Linked DNA regions of Gossypium hirsutum: region 2 is linked to region 1. The links are chromatin contacts, called in public Hi-C maps. All regions are on one chromosome and are shown on one strand. The core of a region is the stretch at or near the end of the contact, and the rest is flanking DNA. Distances in the headings are between cores, read along the strand shown.

Evidence for each region. A called contact is a pair of places that touch in the nucleus more often than the background predicts.
Region 2: a Hi-C map of leaf shows a contact between it and region 1, with 2.8 times the contacts expected there. The contact joins the enhancer-like site here to the promoter of LOC107922334 in region 1. A contact is called at or near these places in 2 of 34 Hi-C or Micro-C datasets (anther and leaf).

What each region holds. Positions count from the first base shown.
Region 1 is chrD09:2,716,631-2,721,406 of Gossypium_hirsutum_v2.1, forward strand. LOC107922334 (cyclic nucleotide-gated ion channel 2-like) reads left to right here and starts at 1,983. Exons shown (of 8, transcript NM_001327200.1): 1 at 1,983-2,014; 2 at 2,098-2,755; 3 at 4,021-4,236; 4 at 4,518-4,776. The coding sequence starts at 1,983.
Region 2 is chrD09:2,802,719-2,807,079 of Gossypium_hirsutum_v2.1, forward strand. No RefSeq gene overlaps it. Among protein-coding and RNA genes, the nearest start is that of LOC121221099, 13 kb to the right of the region's middle. Within about 2 kb of position 2,428, at least 6 of the 9 cell types and tissues checked have an H3K27ac peak or open chromatin away from gene starts, as enhancers often do. A contact at or near this core is called in leaf, where this site is marked.

The DNA of each region.
Region 1 (4,776 bases), core at 733-3,232:
AAAACCTCAAACTTAAAAGGAGAAACAAAATAATTATATTTAGGATTTGTGATTGTCTCTCCCAATAATATTGTCTCAAAAATTTAAACTTGTTAGTAGTATATATATATTATATATACTATATTATACATATTTATATTAAAGGTATACTAATTAATTATATATTTGAAAATTTATGTTTATAAATAAATTATAAATAATAAATTTCATCACACCTATGATATGAGTGAATGGAGATATTTTATAATAAGAATATATATTTATAGTCGATTGAGTCTTAGCTTGATTGGTATTAACATTATTGCCAGTGTAAGAGGATGTAGGTTCGAGTGCGCTGAAGCGTATTATCCTTCTATTTAAGGGTTTGAGAGTGACTATGAATATATCTAAATATTTTATTAAAAATAATAGATACAATAAGAATTTATGATTACGCGTCAAATAGAAGAGTGTAGAGTGATTGTATAATAGATATACATCCATAACAATCAATACAATTATACAAAAATAATACAAAAAAGTAAGGCAATCTCCGACCACGTACCGTCTATTATCATTCCTCATTCTCAAACAATAGACCCACCATGTGCCATATGGACTATTGTCCTCAGGTTGGGACCATTTTTCCACCCATCTAAGACTAATGAACTTCATACAACAAATTATCGTCCATTATTTTATTTTAATTTTGTTACAAAGTTGTAATTACATTATCATCATACAACCAAAAAATATCTCTAGTATATATAAATAAGCAAGAGGAAGGGGACAATTCATTGCGATAAGTATGATTTCTGTGTTAGAAGTTAGATTATATATTGTCTTTTTACTACTAAAATAAATAGGCAAATTAACCTGTTTTTGCTAGTTTAAATATCAAACTGATCATTTCAATTAAAAATTTCATCCATTTCCATTATTAAAAACTGATATTATTGACAAAATAACTAGATAGTTACATGGATTGTGCCAAAGTATTAAGACCAATTTTTTTGATTTCTTAAGGTATTTACTGAAGCGAATTTCTTAAGATATCTATTGAAGCGAGCCCAATAACTAATTTTCTGCATTCTGTAGGCCCATTAAGGAGGTAGATGTTGGTCACGAGTTAATAGTACTGAGACTAATTTTTAATAGGAAAAATGGATGAAAATTTTAACAGAATGATTAGTTTGCTCTTTGATCTTACGTGGATGAATTAATTTACCTATTTTTTAAGTAGAGAAGTCTAAATGCAATTTAACTTGGTAAAAGTACTATGGAAGTTCTTGTACTAAGAGTTTGGTTGCATTTTGCTCTCTTTACTGAAAAAAATAGGTAAATTAGTTCTTCTACGTTAGATTTAAGAGCAAACAAGTATTTCTGTTAAAAGTTTTATCCATTTCGACTGTTAAAGACTAGCCCTTGTACATTAAAATGGCATGTGTAATTCTAATTATTTTATCAACCATGTCAATTTTTAATAGTATAAATGAATGAAATTTAACATACCGATTTTGCTATTTAATCTAACGTATAAGAACTAATTTATCCATTTTTTGAGTAAATGAGTAAAATACAATTTTATCGATTTAACTTCGAGTAACCATAATATCTTTACGGCAGTAACAAGTGAGATTATTGGGGGTAAAAATGAGGTTTAAATTCGACATTGACAAGTGGCAAGGGTGTGGTTATGGTTGATCGAAGCACGTTTATTTTAGAGTCATGGGGCATGGGTGTGGACCCAATGGTTGAGGCGTAAGGGGGTGGAACCAAGCCCACCACAGACTCGCATTCTGATCACACATACCCTTCATGTTCCGTGCCTGGTTTTGGCTTCTTTCTTCATGTGCTACCTGACACCCAAAAGCCCTCTCATTATTAATCCCTCCAAAAACTCCCATCCTTCCCAAACAACCCCTCTTTTTCTATTCCTCCTTCCTTCCTTTTCCTTCCATTCGCCCAATTCCTTTCTCTCCCATGGTTCCACTTTTCTCACCATGCCTCCTCAGTCCAACTTCTCCCTATCAAGGTTTCACTCTTTCCAAGTTTTCATCTCTCTTTGAAATCAAAATCTAAAATGGTTTCGTTATAATTGTGTTGTTCTTGTCACAGGTGGTTTGGACTTTTTCAACTTCCAAACTCAATGCCAGAGAGATCTGATAATGGTAGTGTTAGCGGCGAAGGCAATGAAGAAAACCCAATTTCCTACACCGTAGAATGTTACGCTTGTACTCAAGTCGGTGTTCCAGTTTTTCACTCCACCAGCTGTGACCAAGCTCACCCACCGGAATGGGAAGCCTCCGCTGGTTCTTCCCTCGTTCCAATTCAAGCTCGTACGGCCTCCAAACAGAAGAAGACTCAACAGCCTGCCGCGCCTAATACTCGGCGACCTTCTGGTCCGTTCGGTCGGGTGCTTGATCCTAGGACCAAGCGAGTGCAAAACTGGAACCGGGCTTTCTTATTGGCTCGTGCAATGGCTTTAGCCATTGATCCTTTGTTTTTCTATGCTTTATCTATAGGAAGAGGTGGGTCGCCGTGTTTGTACATGGATGGGGGCCTCGCTGCCATCGTAACCGTCCTCCGCACGTGTGTGGACGCCGTGCATTTGTTCCATCTTTGGCTTCAGTTCAGACTGGCGTACGTGTCAAGGGAGTCGCTGGTCGTCGGTTGTGGTAAACTCGTGTGGGACGCACGTGCCATCGCTTCTCATTACGTTCGTTCCCTCAAAGGTTTCTGGTTTGATGTCTTTGTGATTCTGCCGGTTCCTCAGGTTCCCTTTACGTACCTCTTATTTACATATGAATTAACTTAAAAATCAGACCTCACCGCTTCTTTTGGATTTTTTAACAATTTCATCCAAAATTATCATTATCATTTGATTTTGTTTTTCACTTAATGTAATTTTTTTCATATTTTAAAATTTAAATTTAACTATTAACCTTCTATATGTCATCACGTTGTTCACGCATGTGAACTTATTTTTTTATATATAATAACTACTTTAATTACGAGATGTGAAATTTTAAATGTTATATATATTAGGTTGTGATTGTAACCTCTTTTTTTTATTTAATTTTTTATAATTTATAAAATTTTACTTTTAAAAATAATAAAATTTTAATTTAATTCAAAAATAATAATAAAATTGCAGGCTGAAATAGAAAGGATAAAACAAAACCTAAACTGTCATAACATTGATGGTGCTGCAAGAAATAGACTGTTGCCAGCTTTAGGCAAAATTATTACATACAAATCATCATACCCAATCCTAGATTTTACAACTTTCCAATTTTTATATGCTACTTCTTTTTTAGTTTGTTATTGATGGTTCCTACAAGATTGGCAGTAATTTTTTATCCAACCCAATCATTGTTTTTTTTTTCATTATAAAATGGTCACTAAGTATTTAATTTTAATTTTTTACTAGCTGATTAATATAAAAATAAAAATATTAAAAAATTTAAGATAGTTAAGTGAGAGAAAATGACAAAATTGAATAGTTGAGTAATTATTTTGTAACTTTTCACAGTTGGGTGAAAAAAATTACTAATAGTTGAGTGACCATTTTATAATTTTTTATAATTTGATGACAAAAGTTAAGTAACTACTAATATATAAACCCAAAATATTAAGAATATAAAGTGGGTCCCCAAATAAACATTGTGTTTTGGTCTCTTTTGAATCTTACTTTTTCTTGTTACCATGTAGTTTTCATGGTGATCTTAAAGCTAAAGGCTAGAAAGCCATTTCCCCCTATTGTACGATGACTGAATGAGAGTGTTGACAATTACTTTAGTTGCTTCATAGACAGACACCAGAGGTTTCTTCCTTGTTGGATATTTTTGTCCTCGGAACATGTTACCTGTTTCCATGTCTTTTGTTTTATAGTTACAAATGGACTTATGTTATGACTAGTAGTTTTCAATTTAAAATCTAATTCTAACACAATTATTGTGAATAATTCCAAAGCTAATAGAAGTTGAGTAAAATGATTTTTATTTCTGCATAACCAGAGAGATTTTTGGTTTTTTGCAGGCAGTATTTTGGTTAGTTGTACCAAAATTAATAAGGGAAGAGCAGATCAAGATTATTATGACAATACTGTTATTAATCTTCTTGTTCCAATTCTTGCCAAAGGTTTACCACATCATTTGCTTAATGAGAAGGCTGCAAAAGGTCACCGGTTACATCTTTGGCACCATTTGGTGGGGTTTTGGCCTTAATCTCATTGCCTACTTCATAGCCTCTCACGTAAGTCTTTGCATTTTCTCACAAACTTTATAACAATCAGGTTCTAGGGCTTCTCTCTAGTGCTGCTCTATTGCACCGGGATTTGGCTCGCGTGCACTTGCATTTAAGGTATTGTCTTCTTTGAATATACGTTCACACCCTTCAAGGCTTCATCTTTAATGTAAGTGCACATAGGGGAAAAATGTCCAAATCGCGGTAATGCCTTCAAGGCTTTACTCATGTGTTCTTCATTTTCCTTTTGTTGATATTGCAATTTGTTGGTTTTGGCGGAGTGGTCCCAGGTTGCTGGAGGGTGCTGGTATGTCCTTGCAATACAACGGGTAGCCTCATGTCTGCGGCAACAATGCGCGAGAAACAAGCAGTGCAAGCTTTCATTGTCGTGCTCGGAGGAAGTGTGCTACCAATTCTTATTTCCAGCTGAGGCAGTAGGAAATACTTGTGGTGGTAACTCAACCAACGTTATTGGAAAACCTTTATGTTTAGAGGTTCATGGACCATTCAATTATGGGATATATCAGTGGGCTCTCCCTGTTGTTTCTA
Region 2 (4,361 bases), core at 1,178-3,677, 87 kb after region 1:
TTAAATATTGACATATTAATTTACAATTTAACCTCTAAAATATATTTATTTTTTCATTTTGGTACCTAAATTTTTTTATCCAATTTGGTAGTTAAAGTATGCCTATATTATGTTTTTTAGTCTCTCATTTAACAAACGTACGTTAAAAACAACGTTGGATAGCTTTGGTCAATGAAAAAGTGCAACTTGAGATTCTTTTATAAAATATAAAATTTATATTTTATCAAATATATGTAATTCTTAAAAAAATTATAAAAATGAAAATAAATATATAAATAATTTAGAAATATATAAAATCTAAATTTATATATCAATTACAAAAATTATAAAATGGAAAGAAATTATAAAAAATAGGGATAGTGTCACATTTCGTTCCTATACTTTCATAAAATGTTTGATGTGGTATCTATACTTTGAAAATGTCCAATGTGGTACCTAAACTATCAATATGTATTTTATTATGGTACATGGTGTTAACACTATTAGTGAATTGCTAAATCAACCAATAAAAATTTGACACGTAGAATTTTTTTTTTTTCCAAATCGTAAAGTCCAATTAAACTAAATTAAAAAACATTGTGTGAAAAACTAACTAAAACAAAAAAAAATCCAATTAAATTAAAAAATAAATAACTAAACATATAGTTAATAGAAAAGAAGTAAATCCTAAACTTACATGAAAGTACATGTACTTTGATGGAAAATAAAAAATATTATTTAAAAAAACTAATTAAAAATATTGTTTCAAATAGAAAACTCTTTGGAGAAGATGAACATTTGCTTAAATGGAGAAGATTGACGTTTTTGCACATATAAATTTAGCATTTACTTCGTTATTATTAACCATATGGTTAATTATTTATTTTTAATTTTATTTTATTTTTTGTTATATTTAGTTTTTTATATAATGTTATATTATCGATGTGGGCTTGATAATTTGGAGAGAAAAAAAACTTATATGTCTAATTTTCATTGGTTAGTTTAGCAATTCACTAATGTTGTTAACACTAGGTAACATAATAAAACACATATTGATAGTTTAGGTACCATATTGGACATTTTATGAAAATACAGGTACTATAATAAAACACATATTCATAGTTTAGATACCACATTGGACATGTTATGAAAGTGCATGTACGAAATGTGACATTATCTCTTGTATTAATAATGAATTTTTATTTTAATTTTAAAATATTAATTTAGTTATTACAATTTAATTAAATGAGAATAGATCTAATTTGTAATAAAACTCTATTAATTTTGAAACAAAATTGAGAGAATAAAATAACATTTTATAAGTAATGAAAATAAAAAAGTGAAAAACAACCAATAATAAAAAAATTAAGTAATTAGATAAAGTAACTTATTATTCAAATATGAGTCAAAATTTTAACTACAATTTACCATTACTTTAATACTTCATTGCCTTTGACATAATATTTTGCCTTTAAAAATTATAAAGATATAGAGGATATTAAAATGGTGAAATTGTATTTTTACTATCTTAAAAACTACAATTTAATTTCGGCCCTTTAAAAAAAATTCCTAACTTCGTCCGTGCTATCAAATATCAAATAATAATAACTAAACATCTCAAATAATAAAATTCAAACAATATCCATATTCTATATATATATGTCTTGATAATGCATATATTTATAGTGCTAAATATTAATTTTAATTTATTTGTAATTGTAACACTAATTAAGTACTAATTAATCTAAAATAATAGGTGTAATTAAAACGGATACAAAGTTTAATGAATGATAATTTTAATAATCATAGCATTAATAATGGAAACATTATTAATTATAATTATAATTATAATTATAATTATTTTATATTAATAATTTGTTATGAACGTAATTCTAAATTCAAGATTTAATAGAAACATTTTTAAAAATAATTATAAATATATATTATATTATTGATTTAAAAATTTTGAGAAATATAGATAATACAAAATATTAAATTTTAATTGATCAATTTTCTTTATCTTAATTCCTCGAATAGATACGAGTCATACTATTTGTTGAGTTGATATTTGTGTTAAATCAAATTAATTTGATTAGATGCAATTAGTATTTATAAAAAAATTTAATATTTAATTATAAAGTAGATTTTTTTTACAGATAAATTAAGAATAAATAAATACATTATAGATTGGATTACCAATAAATCGATATTATCTTTATATATAATATTAATCTAACACATTTAATTTTTATTAATTACAAATTTAGAAAGAAGTAGGCATAACCTAAGCACTCACAGGACGAAGCCTTGGAACAATGGCCCCATTGTATCTTCAAACAGCAGCTGATTCAGAGATGATGGCGACTCCTCGAGCAAATGAAGATCAAGTGGCCAACTCAACGCCAAACTAGCCAAGGGATCAACACAACACATGCTTGATTTCCACCTCCCAAGTCCCAACCCCTTCGCAAAAGTCCACGGATAGAGGTCACAAGGGGCGAAATATACCCCTGCCCCGAGTCCGTAGTTACCTTTATTAATTATTATCATATTTATATATACATATTATAGTAATGTAATTAAAAATTTTGGATTGTTATTATTTCTTAATTTATTTAATTATATGAAATGATTTCATATTTTTATAATTTTATTAATTAATAATATATTATGTTGTTTTTTAAGTATAACTTTTAAAAGATATGATAAAATTAATTATAATTATTTTTATATTATTAGTTTAAAATATATGAAAAACATGAATACTACAAAATACTTGTTCTTAAATTGACCGATTTTCTTTGTAGAAACGAGGTGGTTCTTGCTTTACAAAATAGAAATTGTGACTAAAATAATGCTTGGAACTGTGACCACAATTTCAACCATAAAACTAAAAGTGCGTAGAAAATAAAGAACACCGAGATTTTTTACGCAATTTGACTTCAGTTTGTATCTACGAAGCCTTACCTTGAGCAATGATCCACTATCTTTTTCACAGTACAACCAATGGCTTAAGTCCTAATACTAGTCTAACACTCACCAATTTAGCAATCTCACCGTTGTACAAAAACTAGATCATTCTCCCACTAAATTTCCCCCTCGAAAATTTAACTTCGCAATTCAAGAGACTCTTTTGATTGCTCACAAAAATAATGCACACATACACGTTTTTTAAAATATCAATACTCATTTAAAAAATATTGATACTCATCAGGTTTTAAAAACTCATGCAGCGTGTTTTCAAACAATTTAAGAAACCCCTAAAATTTTCTGCTCTTGTTTCAAAAAGGCCTTTAACCCTAACTTCAAAATTCCTTTATACTTCATTTTTTTTTCTTTAAAATCTTGACACAAAACAACCTATATTGTCTTTTCTTACAAGGATTCAACAAGTTTGCTCTCAAATTTCACAATTTTTAAGCAATTTCAAGGTAAAAAATTTATTTTTCCCATTTCGAATTTTGTGGAATTTCTGTCAAATTCTTGGTTGCAAATTATGTTTTTGGTTTATTTGGAACATATACATTATGTTTTCTTGCAGGAGGTTGCCTAAGCTTAGCCAAAATCTTAAAACTTTTCTTTAAACCCTTTGCATACAAGGTGTTCGATAAAATTCCCCAACCAGAATTTTAAGTGCAAATAGTGTCTCTCTAGTCTAGTTAGTTAGAATGTCTATTAGGAAACATCCTCATTTCAGTCCTATGGATTCATCTAGTGGCAAAACCATTTCTTTCAATGATTGTTTTAGAAAATACAATGATACTTATCTGTTTGATCAATATTTTTCAAAACGCAAAGTTAATGTTACTCGCACACTTGATTTTAAATTTTTATCCAAAATCAAATTTCAATTTCTTCAAACATTAGTCTAATGGCATTGGCTCATCTTTTTTAAAATTCGTTCACCAATGCATGCTAATCTTGTTTGAGCATTTTATTCAAATGCTAGGCTCGAACATGATGAATCTGATGAGACTGTGGTTGCTATTAATTATTTCCTCATGAATACTCCTCTTCGTCTCATTTTGGAAAACTTTGGTAAATTTTTTAAACTTCCTCCCGATAGTGAGTCAAATGAGAAAGGCCCTTACTATCCGGCCTTAAACGTTCGACGCTCGTAAGCATCCGAGCTCAATGTCCATGATCGCGTTTTGCATTTTATAATCACATGGATATTGCATCCTATTTCAAAACACATCATTTTTTGATCTATTGACTATTGGTGAATTGATTGTTTTCATAGAAATAGGCGCCCGGATCTTACTTTAATTTTATTTAATGACATTACCAAGCGTATTGGCAAGGAGCTCTCTAGTCAGCTCTCTTTACCTTTTGGCACGTACTTGTTATATATTTTTGAACGCCTAAACATCCCAACCAAC